5 separate regions of the Mus musculus genome follow, and regions 1, 2, 4 and 5 are each linked to region 3. The links are chromatin contacts, called in public promoter capture Hi-C maps. All regions are on one chromosome and are shown on one strand. Each heading gives the region's core, a stretch centred on a gene start, on an enhancer-like site or on the middle of the called end of the contact. The rest is flanking DNA. Distances are from core to core; before and after follow the strand shown. Region 1 holds the start of Xbp1 (X-box binding protein 1). Region 2 holds the start of Ankrd36 (ankyrin repeat domain 36). Region 3 holds the start of Selenom (selenoprotein M). Region 4 holds the start of Mrps24 (mitochondrial ribosomal protein S24). Region 5 holds the start of Polm (polymerase (DNA directed), mu).

Region 1 (2,700 bases), core at 90-2,589, 2.0 Mb before region 3:
ATCCGGGCTTTCTTTCTATCTCGAGCAGTCTGCGCTGCTACTCTGTTTTTCAGTTTCCTTGGGGAGGAGACAGGGAACATAACTGAGTCATCTCCAGCTTTCATGTGTCTTCATTTGTAGACGTGGCCAGCTGGTGCTTTCGTTGACTTTACAGAATAAGGCTTAGCAAGTAAACACGCTTAAAGCTCCTATCAAAACGCACACGCACACGCATACACACGCTGCTTTCTATCCACAGGCCTTGAAGACTTGCTTGATTCTCTCCCGTGCGGCTGTCCACCCGGATCTCATTTTACCACCGGGCTGATACATTCCCGTTGCGTCATATGCTTCTTCCCTCCTCCCCCGCTACTTTCTGGGTCCAATTCCGTCCCACAGGCTCCTTGCTAGAGCGATATCCGTGAAGGCGGCGGGGACGCTACCAACTGTCCCTCCCCAAGCCAAACTCTCGGGATGCCGGACGCTGTGGACTCGGTTCCCAGGGTGGGGTTCCCAAGTGGCTGCAATGACAGCTGGAGCGGTTCCTACCCTACGACCACAAAGAGCGAGCATTTACAGAGGACTGGGCGTCGGGCACCTTCTTCTGTGCCTGTGTCGGGAGCTCCTGCACACACCCCCGACGCAGACCTTCGGAGGGGCATCCCCCTCAGCTCCGCTTCCCAGGTTAGACACTAGAGGTGAATCTAACCCACCGTACGGAGCCCACCAGCTGGCACACACGAGAGAGTCCCAATCCCAGTCCTGCCGCCCCGCGCCCCAGCCTTGCCCGCCGGGCCCACCTCCGCAGCGCTTTCTCCTCCGGGCTCAGGTGCGTGAGCCGCTGCCGCTTGCGAGCCTGCGGTGTCCCGCTCGCCTCCGACCCTGCTGCCCGCGGACCGGGTACCATGAGCGGCAGCGCCCGGCCGCCGGAGGCGGGCTGGCCAGATAAGAGTAGCACTTTGGGGGCCGCCGTGGCCGCGCTCGGCGCCGCTGCCACCACCACCATAGCCAGGAAACGTCTACGCCAGCGCCGCCACCGCCCCGTGGCCTCCTGCCGCGCCCAGCCTTTCTAGGGTCGTGGCCGTCCGCGATTGGCCGGTGCTCCGTGACGCGCGGGTATATTCATCACTTATTGGTCCTGTAGTCCCGGGGGCGGGCTCAACTCGGGCGGGGTGAGTGTCCAGCGTGGCTGCACAGCTGTTCTCCGCCGTGCAAACTGGGCCTTAGGGTGGATGGACGGTGGCGACCACTGGTTGCTGGAGTCCAAGGATCTTCGGCAGACGTCCCCACCCCGGCTGAGGATTGCCAGGCTGTCCTCTCAGGCCAGATTTCCAGACCGAGTCTCACGGTTTTACCCTAGCCCGACCCCATTTTAATGTCCGGCGCTACGTCCCCCGTCCCGTCCCCCCCCCCCCCCCACTTCCCAGTACAGCAGAAAATTGAACTGGTGGCATATCCGGCTTAGGGTTAGCGGACACACACACACACCTGGGAAATTTTCACAAAATGAGTCTTTAGAAAATGAGATGATTGCAAAACTAAATGTAGCAGGGTAGTACTCACTTGTAATCTCAGCACTTTATTGCCAGTTTGAGAGCAGCCTGGGCTACATAGGGAGGTCTAGCTAGGCCAGCTGGGGCTATAGATCAAACCCTATTTCATATAAATTAATTGATATAAATTAATAACTTTAAAAGAAAACACTAGAGCCTTGGCTAGCATGTAGTAAGGGATTAGTAAATAAAGTCTGCATAGTGAGAATACATGTGGTTTCGTTTTTCTTCTTATTTCTGATCTCTTCTGGTATGAGCTTTTATCACTGTTGTCTTTGTTTTGCTGTGCTGGAGCCAGACCCCAGAACCTAATGCTCTAGCACTCCACTATTCCCCTTTACTGTGGAACTAGAGATACCACTGAGCTATATATACCTCCAGACTTTAGTATTCCTTTCATTAGGGAATGGGAGTGAGGAGGGGGTGGAAATAGGTTTCAGGGGATGGGATGGGGTGGGGGAGAGTGTACTCTTCTATTGCTTTCCGCCTTATAAGAGTCAGTGCACTTGAAGCTTGCCCCTGAGGCTATGCTGGCTGGCCATTACACCTCCATGGTCTGCTTGTCTCTGCTCTCTGCCACTGGGGTTACGATCAGGCTCAGCCTTGCCAACCTTTCACCTGGGTGCTGGGCGTTTTTCACCTACACAGCCACCCCTACATTAGTATTTTTTTTCCTTTTCCTATTTCCAATAATTTATTTTTTATTCACTTTATATCCCAATCATAGCCCCCTCTTCCTAGTCCCACCCTTACAAATCCCCCCCCCCCATTGCTCCCTCCCCTTCTCCTTAGAGAATACCTCTTTGATACCACCCTACCCTGGGACATCTAGTCTCAGCAGGACTAGGTACAACATCTCCCATTGAGGCCCAACCAGGCAGTCCAGGGAGGCGGAGGGGATCCAATGGCAGGGAACAGAGACCAAGATAGCTCCACTCCACTTGTTAGGGGACCCACATACAGACCAGGCTGCACGTTTGCTACAGATGGGGGTGGGGGGGATAAGTTCAGCTCCTGTAGGTTTCCTTGTCAGTGGCCCAGGCTCTGTGAGCCCCCATGGTCCCAGGTTAGTTGACTCTGTATGTCTCCTTGGGGCATCCTTGACCCCCTTCCACTGCTCAGTTCTATTCCCATCTCTTCCACAAGACTCCCAGCTCAACTCAATGCT
Region 2 (2,700 bases), core at 94-2,593, 2.1 Mb before region 3:
GTGCAATGTGAGGAGGCAGCTCACACTTTTCGGAAGCAGAATAGCCGGTTTTGACATTCTTTTTTCTATTTAGCAGTGCTAAGAAAGAGCAGTTAAACATGGAGGACCCCGAAGGAGAGGGCATTGCAAGAGACACGGGAAAATTTGCAAAGGAAGATTGGGAACGTGTTGTTGACTGCGGTCGTCCTGAACTAGGGACCACATTGGCAAGCTCCAAGGCTTTGATGGTCTCTTAAGATGTGAAGGCCACCAGTGGACCATCTGCTTCTGCATCAAGGAAGCAACCGAAGCTAATGGAGCACCTGTGGGAACTTTGGAGCTTCACGTACTATGTAATGAAGATGGATGCTAATCAAACTAGCCCACTTCAGGGCCAGGCGAACTAATGGATGAATCAGCATTGGTTAATAAAGATGGCTACCCTGAATAACTGGACGTGAAGCCCTGCTGACACTCCAGCCTCCGTGTAAGGTCCCTCAATAAATAACTTATAGTCCTCCGTTACCGTGAAATAAAAAGAATATGGAATTTTATTGAATGAACTTCCTTAGGACCCATCGCATTATTAACTTTTTCCATGTGCAGGAGAAATCACATTTAAATTGTCAAGAGTCTTCTAAAAACAGAATTATATGGGGTTTGGAAACCGACTAAACTAAATGAGTTTAGTTTTTTATTTGCTTCTCATGAAGAGTGTCTGGGCTCTGGACCCATCCAGGGTTTCAGATGCTGAGGCACCTGTGGTAGGAAGAAAGGCTAGCACCTCCTGTTAAAGCAGGCCTTAGCCTCCCTTCTCCACTCCCGAGGCCAAGATCAGTTTCCTCTCCTTAGGCCCTGCTGCCACTCATTTACCCCTGTTCTGGGCCACCTCCCAGCTCCCACCCCGCACCCTCTAACCTTTTCTTCCGGTCTGTAACGTTCACGTCAATATCCCCAAATTCGAGCATCTTCTGCACTTGGGGTATGTCCCCCACGCTTGCAGCTTTGTGGATCCTTTTCACAGGCATGTACCCAGTGAGGTACCTGGGAGGTTCTTGGTTCTCAGCATGCCTAAAGCTCAGAAAGCCCCAAGGCGAGTGACCCTTGAAGATCTTCTTCATGGCTCAGACTGTGGCCCTTCACCCTATCTCTACCCCTCCAAAACTCAGTGTTTATAACGCCTTCCTCCCTCCCAGTAACAACCTCGGTGCTCACAGCAAACCAGTTCTTTCAAGTCCCAGTCTTAGCCACCGCCAGCCAGTCCCAAAAGAGAGCCAACCAAGTCTCAGAATCTCGCCAGGATGCGCCCACAAAAGAGCCCCAAGGTTTAGCATCCCTCCACCTCTTAGGCAGTTGGCAGGACTGTCGTTGCCCAGCAACACCGTGTGCACGTGCTCCAGAGACCCACCCCCCACTCCCCAGGCAACCAATCAAAGCACGTAGCCAACAGTGCTCAGCACGCATGTGAGGCTCAAGAGCAACTGTGCCTTCAAGCATCAAACGTGTGCACCACTAGGCAGATGGTCCCGATGCTTAAGGCCTACTCAGTCTTGAAACATAACTCCCTTTAGATAGATCTACAGGCCTCTAAAGTCTAGTCTCCAAGAAAACCTTCCTCAGAATTCGAACTTGAGGCCAGCATCATCTTGCATGCCCAGCCAGACTGGGTGACCGTAGTAGGACCCTTTCCTAACAAGCAAGCAAGCAAACGAAGAAATCTCAGAATCTCCATATGTTTACACACACCCCTACCCCCGCTCCCAGAGACTAGCAATTGCAATAATAGAATGCTGCATTAGTGGTTTCGTAGACGGTGACAGTATTTGTGGTGGTGTGCGTGCTGGTGTGGAGGGAGCTGCACACTGTCCAGATAAAATGAGATCATGCGTCTGCTGCCTCTCGCCCACTTATTTGCTCCTCAGCATGGTCTCTGCTCGATGTTTTTTCCTCTTTAAATCTTCAGGGTTTATTTGGATCACTGTGTAATATTTCAAACTTTACCTTTTGATTGACTGTTGTCTCAGAAATCTCTTTCCATTTATGTTAGAATGACACTTTAGGCAGCTGGATCCTGTGTCATAGCCTTGCCCCATTGTCCTGGTCCTCCCTCTCCCTCTCCCCCTCCTCCTGGTTCTACATTTCTCCCATCTTTCTGGCCACCACACACCAACTCCTCATGTATACTACTGGTGAGTAGCAGTTTCCAGCCAGGATTTGACTGAATCTCTAATTCTCTGCCCTAGTTTTTGGCTAATATCTTCTCCACATTCTGTATTCTTTACTGTGTATTTGCCTTCCACTTGCAATCTCCCCTCCAGATCCCATCGTCTGCCTGGGCCCTGTCTCACACTTCCTAGGTGCCATCGACGACAGAAGCAGGATCCAAATTCACTGCTACCCCTAGCTCCAGACCATGCAGATCATCCATGCTGTTACCCAAAAATCAACGGTGCCCAGGAGGGTCGAAGTAGAGAATGTAACACCCACCCCGCTCTGCATCTGCCCTGCTTCACAAAGAAAGACCCAAGAGATGAGCAGTGGTGAAGTAGCCTGCATTAACACTGTGAAGGAGCCTCAGAGGAAGAGATCCAGACCTGACCACTAGCCCCACCATGTGAGGAGCAAGTGTACCCCTGTATGAGCAAGCATTCTCAATATGAGCGCCATGGTCAGGTTAAAGAGGACAACTGCTGCCCCCCTTCCCCCCCGCGATTCATGAGA
Region 3 (2,700 bases), core at 126-2,625:
GAGGGAGAGAAACCAGCCATGGGTCCCTGTCTGCATGTTATTGATAGCTGACCAATGCCCAGGAGACATGGGTTACGGCATTCTCCCTGTTGTCGGTAGAATTCTAACCCTGGCCTTTGGCCCTTGAGACGAAAGTCAGACTAGAAGGGAACAGCTCAGAACTACCCTAAGGGCCCTGTTAGAGGCACCTGCCATCTGGTCCCTACCCCACCCCATGCAGAGGCAGCCCTGCCAGCCACCTGTGGTTCAGCTTCAGGAACCATCTGGCTGATCTTCCCTAACTTGGGAGTATGGATGGTCCTTCTCTATTCCTGATGGGAGGCCGCAGCCCAACAGGAAGTCCAGACCTCCCTATTTCAGGCCTCCCTTACACTTCCTTTTGTTAATTTTTTTTTAAATTAAAAATAAACCAGCTAAGGCCCATGAAGAGTCTGCAAACATAGGAATCACTTAGGAAGACTCCAGGGGAGTCCTTTGGCCGGCAGGTGGTGGTGGTCCAGGGTGGCTGTGGACTGTTGGTATCTCATTTCCCTATCCTCTCCTCCAGCTCCAGCAGAGTACAGTGAGGGGAGGAGCTTAGGTCTTTTCTCCCCACCAGAAGAAAAGAGATTCTGGAATGCCAGGCACTAAGTCTGGGTGGGGGGAGAAATAATGGGGAAAGGTGAGGTTATCCTTAGAGAAGGTGGGTTCTAAGGGGCCAGTTTTCAAAAAATTATAGCCAGAGACCCACGGTAGGGCCAAGCCTGGAGCAGAGGCAAGGGTTCAGAGTGCCAGGCCACAAGGACGAGACTTCTTACTTCCACAGTAGATGCTGTTCATCATGCGGCTGGGAAATAAAAGGAATGATTCCCGGGCCGTGCAGGAGGGAAAGGGGGGGGGGGTGTTTCGGGAATTCTGGTATTCCTGAGGCCGGACTATATTCTTGGGATAAGGGGCAGCAAGGTTGTGGAACTGTCGTACTAAGGTTGGGAAAAGGCGCACTCACCTCCACCCGCCCCCTGGCCAGGCCTCGAAGACGGTTCCAATCCGGTCGGTAGTTGGTGGTGGAGGTGGCTGGAGCCACAAGGGCTGCAAGAAGCAGCAGCAGCGACGGCGGCGACAGTAGGATGCTCATCTGTGCCTGGCAGGAGACGTTCCGCAGGCTGCACCCAAACTCGGCCGCTGCGCCACGTCTGGCCCGCAAGCTGGCCCCGCCCAAGCCAAAAGCTCCGCCCAGCCATAAACCACGCCCCCAGAGCTAGAAACAGCCCCACTGACATCCCACCCAAATCGGGTGGTTGCCTCCCACTAACCCCCATCCCTGTCTCAGCTACTCTCTGGTCCTCCAGACTTCATGTTCCCAGTTCTCACAATCTCCATATTGCATTTGCCCACTAAGTGTGAAACGCTCCCGCAGGATGCCAGGAGACAGCACTACTTCGCGTCACCAGAGGGCGCAGGAGGTTCGCAGATGGACACAAGGATTTCTGGGTCAGAGAGTTAAGATAAGGAAGCAGGAACCTAGGAGATCTCCTTTATACGCTTTTGATGTCTTTGAACGAAATTCCGATCAAAGCTTCAATTCCCCAAAGCACACGTTGTAAGCGAGGACCATTACCTACGCCCCGCTCAAGAAAGCTCAGAGGGTAAAAGCGCTTGTTATGACAGCCTGACTCCTGAGTTTTATCCCTGAAACCTAAAAAAAAGTGAAAGAAAAACAGCAATTCCCACAAGTTGTGCTCTGTCCTCCACAGGCGTCCCCAACCGCTCACCATGGCATGTCCGTGCCTGTACAGGCACACGCGGTGCACACACACATATAATAATAATAATAAATATAAATTCTTACAAAGGAATACTACCTATCCTTTTTTACCTAGAAAAGGCTGGGAGGGTTAATATACACAATGCATCTCATTAGAACAGTATCTGGTCAGAGATGGTACACACCAATCTCCTACTGTCCTTGAACTCAAAGCAATACTCTTCACTCAACCTCCTGAGGGCAGGGTGATTAGGACAGACTCTGGCTGTGTTACCTTCCATTATTAGCTCTTCCCCTTCCTCATCACAACGGCCCCCTCCAGCAATGAACTCCGTTTTGCAGATTAGGAACTGTTTCAGAAATGTAAAATAGGCCAATTCATAGATCTGGATTTGAGCCCCAAACACCTCTGTGGATCATCTCCCTGGACCAAGGAGGAAACAGGTGGCACTCCATGTCCTCATGCCTTCAGCAGACACAGCAAGTACAATCAGTTTTTTGTCACCCTGGATTTAACCAGTCTCAAGTTGGAAATATTAGGAAGTAAAAACTGCCTCTGTACTGAACATGTACAGACTCTTTTCTTGTTGTTATTCCAACCAATAGAGCATTACAACTATTTATAGCATCTGTATTGTATTAGGTGTTATAAATTATCTAGAAATGATAGAAAGTACAAGATCAGGCCACACGGGCTTTAGGAAAATACTAAGCCATTTTATCTATGGATTTGAGCATCCTCATATTTCGAGTTTTGGTATGGAAGTGTGCCCTGGAACCAATCCCTGGCAGACAGCAAGAACACGCTGTGCCCTTTCCCACAGGATTCAGAGAACCTTGTCAACACTGAGCCAACGCTGCTTGTGATCCAAGGTATTTTTACCTTTCTGGGCTTATTCCACCACTTTTAAAATGCGCATTAAAAATGGGGCGGGGAGAACCATCAGCAGATAGTT
Region 4 (2,700 bases), core at 7-2,506, 2.2 Mb before region 3:
TTTGAAGGAGTTCCCAGCCAGGTGTGGTGGCACACCCCTCATCCCAGCACTTCAGAGGCAGAAAAGGTGGATCTTTGTGACTTTGAGGCCAGCCTGGTCTATAAATTGAGTCCAGAATTTGTTACACAGAGAGCCCTTGTCTCAAAAACAAAAACAAACAAAACAAAACAGTCCCCCAAAACAAAAAACCAAAGCAAAACAAAAAATCCCTTCATTCAATATTTTGTTATAATGAGAGTCAGACTCTAGAGTCCATGTGCTTTCTTTAGTAGAGTGAGTTCTTCACGATTCTATTCCCCCCTTGCCATTAATAATTACTCAATAATAATTACAACGACATTGCTCTAGCCTCATAAATTTCCTTGCCATTTAAAATTTTCTTCCTTGGGTGGCTCCACCGCAGAAATAGACCCTCAACACACTGCCTCTTTACTTTAAATGATTAGGAGCCAACCCAGCAACCCCTTTTCTGGGATCTGCTCAGCATGAAGGCAAATGACTATTCCCAGCCCAAAGGAGGCTGACGCTGTCATATTGGATATTCCTGGAGAGTACGCGGTCTCAGGTAGGAGCACAAGCACGGAACAGCGGGGCCTGAGGGCCGGCGCGTTTTCTCTTCAATTCTCTAGAGGACATTGAAGCTGTTTCTACCACCTCTCTATGAGGATAAAAACTTCATGGCTTTTGTTTGTTTGTTCTGTTTTGCCAGAACGGGTTTCTCTCTGTAACTCAGACTCTCCAGGAACTCGCTTTGTAGACCGGACTAGGCTGGAATTCAGAGACCCACCTGCCTCGGCCACCCGAGTGCGGGGATTAAAGGCGTGCGCCACCATGTCCAGCTACACCTCAGTTTTGTTTTTTTTTTTTTTTTTTTTTTTTTTTTTTAAAGATTTATTTATTTATTATATGTAAGTACATTGTAGCTGTCTTCAGACACTCCAGAAGAGGGAGTCAGATCTCGTTAGGGATGGTTGTGAGCCACCATGTGGTTGCTGGGATTTGAACTCTGGACCTTCGGAAGAGCAGTCGGGTGCTCTAACCCACTGAGCCATCTCACCAGCCCCACACCTCAGTTTTATATCACCAAATTTTCGCATTTAAAACCCAACACCAGGTCCGACCAAGGACTAGCTGACAGTATCAGGAAAATTGCAGGACGTCCCACACTCCGACCCACGCCACGCCCTCTCCCTCGCCACGCCCCGCCCCCGCCCGTGTTCCCGTTAGTTCCTGCTCTGAGGCCCCGCCTTCCTGCGGCTGCGCACTGACGCGTCCCGGGTCGCGCCGGCCCAAGATGGCGTGGTCCGCGTCGGTGCGCGGGCTAGGGCAGCGGGTGAGTGGGCCGCGGGCGGGAGGGCTGGGGCGCCATCCGGTGTCCGCTCACTCCCCGCCTCTCCGCAGGTGCTGGCCTGCAGCCGGGAGCTGCCTGGCGCCTGGCGCACCCTGCACACCTCCGCGGTCTGCGCCAAGGTGAGTGCGGCGGCCGGGTCTGGGGGCCGCGAGGGCGGCTGGGCTGGGTCTCCCCGTGACCGCACCTTCGCTCCTAGAATCGGGCGGCGCGAGTCCGCGTGGCCAAGGGGAACAAGCCGGTGAGCTACGAGGAGGCGCACGCCCCGCACTACATCGCACACCGAAAGGGCTGGCTGTCGCTGCACACAGGTGAGGGCGCCTGGGAAGGACTGCCACCCTGGTGGCACGGGTCACTCTTGAACGTACTCTTCAAGGCAAAGAGCCGAACTTTTGGGTGGGAGGCCGGGCGTGACGGCGAACGCGCTCGGGAGGCCGATCTTGAGTTTAAGGCCAGGTAAGGTTACTTACTGAGACCCTGTCACATTTAGTTAGGGGACTGGAAAGATTGCTAAATGCTGTGCCGCTCTAGCATGAGGGTGCAGCCTAGCTCCTAAATGAGCACTTGGTGCCACAGCTCAAGGGGTGTGAGGGTGAAGGAGATATTTGGTTCTTGGGGGTCACTGGCCAGCCAGTCTTGGAAGAGCAGCTGTTTTGCTAGAAAATAAACGAGCAGCAAATAGTGATAGAGGAAAAACATTGGCTGTTAACCCCTGGTCTTCTCCATGCGTCTGTCAAGGGAGCAAGCCTGCACACACACTGTACATGTTACCGACAACAGAACATATGAGTGATGGGCATATTAGGATGGTGAAAGAAAGGAATTCTTGCATATTGAAAGGAATTTGAATATTTCTTGCTAAAGTCTCATTTGAGCCTCCATAGAACAGTATTTGCATGCTTACAAACAAGGTTTGACAGTGCTTTTTTGGCAAGCCATAATTTACAGATGTGTAATAGCCCGGAGGCGATGCGGTAGTGAAGTCTACATAGGATCCTAGACCTGGAAGAGTGTGCCCTATGTAATGCGGTGTTCACCCAAGTACAAAACTGCAGGAATGTGCTACAGTCTTCATGGCTCACAGAACCCGTATTTTTAGGCTTTTTTTTTCTCCCCCTACTTCCTATTTTGTATTTTTCTTGTTCATTTCCATTTCAGTATGCATGTTGTGTGTGTATATGTATGGATGTGTTCAGTTTGTCTGAGTCAGCCCTCTCCTACCATATGGGGCCCCAGGGATCAAGCAAGCACCCTTGCCTGCTGAACCATCTTTAAGAGAGTGTGGCAGTGTACCTCAGGCTGCGCTGGAACTCTCACACGCCAGCCTCATTTTTCTCAGTGCTGCGAGTATA
Region 5 (2,700 bases), core at 175-2,674, 2.3 Mb before region 3:
AGTTACATGTGGTTCCACTTGCCATTCTTTTCCTCCAGTTGGTTGTGCTCCTTAGATCACAAAAATCTTCCAATGGGGCTGGAGAGATAGCTTGGGAGTTAAGAGCACTTGCTGCTCTTGCAGAGAGCCCAGGTTCAGTTCCCAGCCATCTTTAACTGCAGTTCAAGATCTCTGCCCGCACCAGGCATACACGTGGTGTACATGCATGCATTCAGGCAAAACAATTAAGCACATAATTAAAAAAAAATTTTTTTAAGGGGCTAGAGAGATGACTTATTGGTTAAGAGCACTTGTTCCTGCTGAGGACCTGAGTTAGATTCCCAGCATTCACAGGGGCAGCGGCTCACAAATGTTCTTAACTCAAGTTCCAAGGATCTGAAACATTCTCACTCGACGGCACCAAACATGTACGTGGGGTACAGCTACACATGCAAGTAAAACACGAAGACACAGAAAATAAAAATAAATACATCTAATAAATATTTTTAAAAATTAAAAAAAATCGAGTGTCACTAATATAGCTTTGGTTTCTTTTTCGGATTTAAATGATTGCTGATCCGTCTGAGATCTGCTTAATGTTAAGCAGTTTGTAAGGGGGCCAATTTTTTTTTTTTTTTTTTGACTATGGCATAATGGGGCATAGGAACATTTCTGACAAAAGATCCAGTGAAATAACTGAACAAAGGGTATCAATCAGGACTCAAAATCCTTCCTAATGTAACTATAAAGGAATTTTAATAAGTTTAATCTATAAAATCCATAAATAATGCTGTTCCAGATGAAGAGCCACTGGAATTATTTTTCTTCAATCGGGGAAAAAGGGCACATAGAAACCATTTCTGTTCACTTCCACTGGGATCTAGTCTTTTTTTTTTTTTCCCCAATTTTTTATTAGGTGTTTTCTTACTTTACATTTCAAATGCTATCCCGAAAGTCCCCTATACCCTCCCCCGCCCTGTTCCCCTACCCACTCACTCCCACTTCTTGGCCCTGGTGTTCCCCTGTACTGAGGCATATAAAGTTTGCAAGACCAAGGGGCCTCTCTTCCCAATGATGGCCGACTAAGCCATCTTCCGCTACATATGCAGCTAGAGACATGAGATCTGGGAGTACTGGTTAGTTCATATTATTGTTCCAACCTATAGGGTTGCAGACTTAACTTTCCAAATGGAACGCCAGCTGTCCCAATGCTGTTCGTTACATTGGAAAACGTTTTCACCCTCCACCAGCTCACATGTATACTACTCAAACTCCGTTCCCCTCTGCATACCCAGGGGAAGTGGCGTGGGCGCTCTGTCACCAGCAGAGGCAGTGGAGGGTTATCCAGGACTTCTCATATGGCCAGGATAACCTGAGACCCCGCCCTCGGGGGCGAGGAAGAGAGGCCGAGACTCCGCCCCCGAGAGGAGAAAAGTGCCCGCCCAGTACGAGGCGAAGCCCCGCCTACGGGCCCAGGCTACTCTAAGGTCTGGGAAACCACTGGGGCTTTCTATGAGAGTAGTTCAAATAAGAATCCTCGGGCGTTATTTGCATAGAACTGGGGCTTCCGATGGGAAGCCAAAAGCATCCTAGAGGGCGTCTCGTTTGCATAGAGCAGACACCACTTCCTCTCTCCTCCTTCCGCCTTCTTTCATGACCCTGCCTTCCTTCGTTCTGCGGCTTCCTGTGCTTCCAGAGTTGGTGCCCAGATGCTTCCGAAGCGACGGCGAGTGCGAGCTGGGTCCCCACACAGCGCGGTAGCCTCTTCCACGCCGCCCTCGGTGGTGCGCTTCCCGGATGTGGCCATCTACCTTGCGGAGCCGCGAATGGGCCGCAGCCGCCGGGCCTTCCTCACCCGCCTGGCGCGGTCCAAAGGCTTCCGCGTCCTAGATGCTTACAGGTGTGCGGCTCCCGGGAGGCCCCGATGGTGGTGGGATGCCATCCCCCTCCGGGAGCTGGTGTAATTGTGCCCGTCACCCCAGGGTAGGGACTTACTGTGGCCCAGGGCGGGAGCTGGCGCGCAGCTGTGACAGCAAGCAGCACCTGCGGCTTTGGGTTCCAAGCCAGCCTCGGTACTTCGCGGTTGCGGTACGGTCTCCAACCCGGAGTTCCTCTTTTTGAAAGGATGCCATCGAGTCAGAGGCTTCTTAAAGAGCTATAAAAGAAAGAATGGTTAGTGAGAAATATTTGCTAGCTGCATTCCCTCCAATGAGCCAGCGGTCAAAGATGTCCTGAGTTTGCAGACGTCACCAACTAGCTCCAGTAGAGAAAATGCCCAGGGCAGTGGAGTAACTGAGATTGAGGAGACTAAAGGAGCCTGTGCCCGTGTAGCTGGCTAGTTTGTTTGCAACTAACTCCTCCCTCCACAAATGAAACATTCTTTTTGTTTGTTTGTTTTGTTTTTTTTCGAGACAGGGTTTCTCTGTGTAGCCCTGGCTGTCCTGGAACTCACTCTGTAGACCAGGCTGGCCTCGAACTCAGAAATTTGCCTGCCTCTGCCTTCCAAGTGCTGGGATTAAAGACGTGCGCCACCACGCCCGGCTCAAGACTACACTTAAAAGAGTAGAGATAACAATTTGGATTTCGTGTGGCTCTACATTCTTACCACAGCCTGACAAGGTGGCCTGCATTGGATTTTCCCAGTGTAAAGGAAATATAAATACGATGCTTTCCAAGTACATACAACAAGAGTCTGCCTACTGGGGTTTGAATAAATAGGGC

The links. Promoter capture Hi-C pulls out the DNA fragments that hold promoters and counts their contacts.
Region 1: a contact with region 3 is called in a promoter capture Hi-C map of embryonic stem cells, with 7 times the contacts expected there. The contact joins the promoter of Xbp1 here to the promoter of Selenom in region 3. A contact is called at or near these places in 2 of 39 promoter capture datasets (embryonic stem cells and neutrophils).
Region 2: a promoter capture Hi-C map of embryonic stem cells shows a contact between it and region 3, with 7 times the contacts expected there. The contact joins the promoter of Ankrd36 here to the promoter of Selenom in region 3. A contact is called at or near these places in 2 of 39 promoter capture datasets (embryonic stem cells and liver).
Region 4: a promoter capture Hi-C map of liver shows a contact between it and region 3, with 4 times the contacts expected there. The contact joins the promoter of Mrps24 here to the promoter of Selenom in region 3. A contact is called at or near these places in 2 of 39 promoter capture datasets (embryonic stem cells and liver).
Region 5: a promoter capture Hi-C map of embryonic stem cells shows a contact between it and region 3, with 6 times the contacts expected there. The contact joins the promoter of Polm here to the promoter of Selenom in region 3. A contact is called at or near these places in 2 of 39 promoter capture datasets (embryonic stem cells and liver).

What each region holds. Positions count from the first base shown.
Region 1 is chr11:5,519,280-5,521,979 of GRCm38.p6, reverse strand. Xbp1 (X-box binding protein 1) reads right to left here and starts at 1,339. Exons shown (of 6, transcript NM_001271730.1): 1 at 780-1,339; 2 at 1-57. The coding sequence starts at 985.
Region 2 is chr11:5,568,327-5,571,026 of GRCm38.p6, reverse strand. Ankrd36 (ankyrin repeat domain 36) reads right to left here and starts at 1,343. Exons shown (of 27, transcript NM_023816.3): 1 at 898-1,343. The coding sequence starts at 1,100. It overlaps Gm39573 (a long non-coding RNA gene), which reads left to right and starts at 1,909. Exons shown (of 3, transcript XR_872233.1): 1 at 1,909-2,168; 2 at 2,298-2,700.
Region 3 is chr11:3,513,359-3,516,058 of GRCm38.p6, reverse strand. Selenom (selenoprotein M) reads right to left here and starts at 1,375. Exons shown (of 5, transcript NM_053267.3): 1 at 986-1,375. The coding sequence starts at 1,114.
Region 4 is chr11:5,706,257-5,708,956 of GRCm38.p6, reverse strand. Mrps24 (mitochondrial ribosomal protein S24) reads left to right here and starts at 1,256. Exons shown (of 4, transcript NM_026080.3): 1 at 1,256-1,333; 2 at 1,402-1,470; 3 at 1,548-1,659. The coding sequence starts at 1,295.
Region 5 is chr11:5,836,740-5,839,439 of GRCm38.p6, reverse strand. It overlaps Polm (polymerase (DNA directed), mu), which reads left to right and starts at 1,424. Exons shown (of 11, transcript NM_017401.2): 1 at 1,424-1,879. The coding sequence starts at 1,689.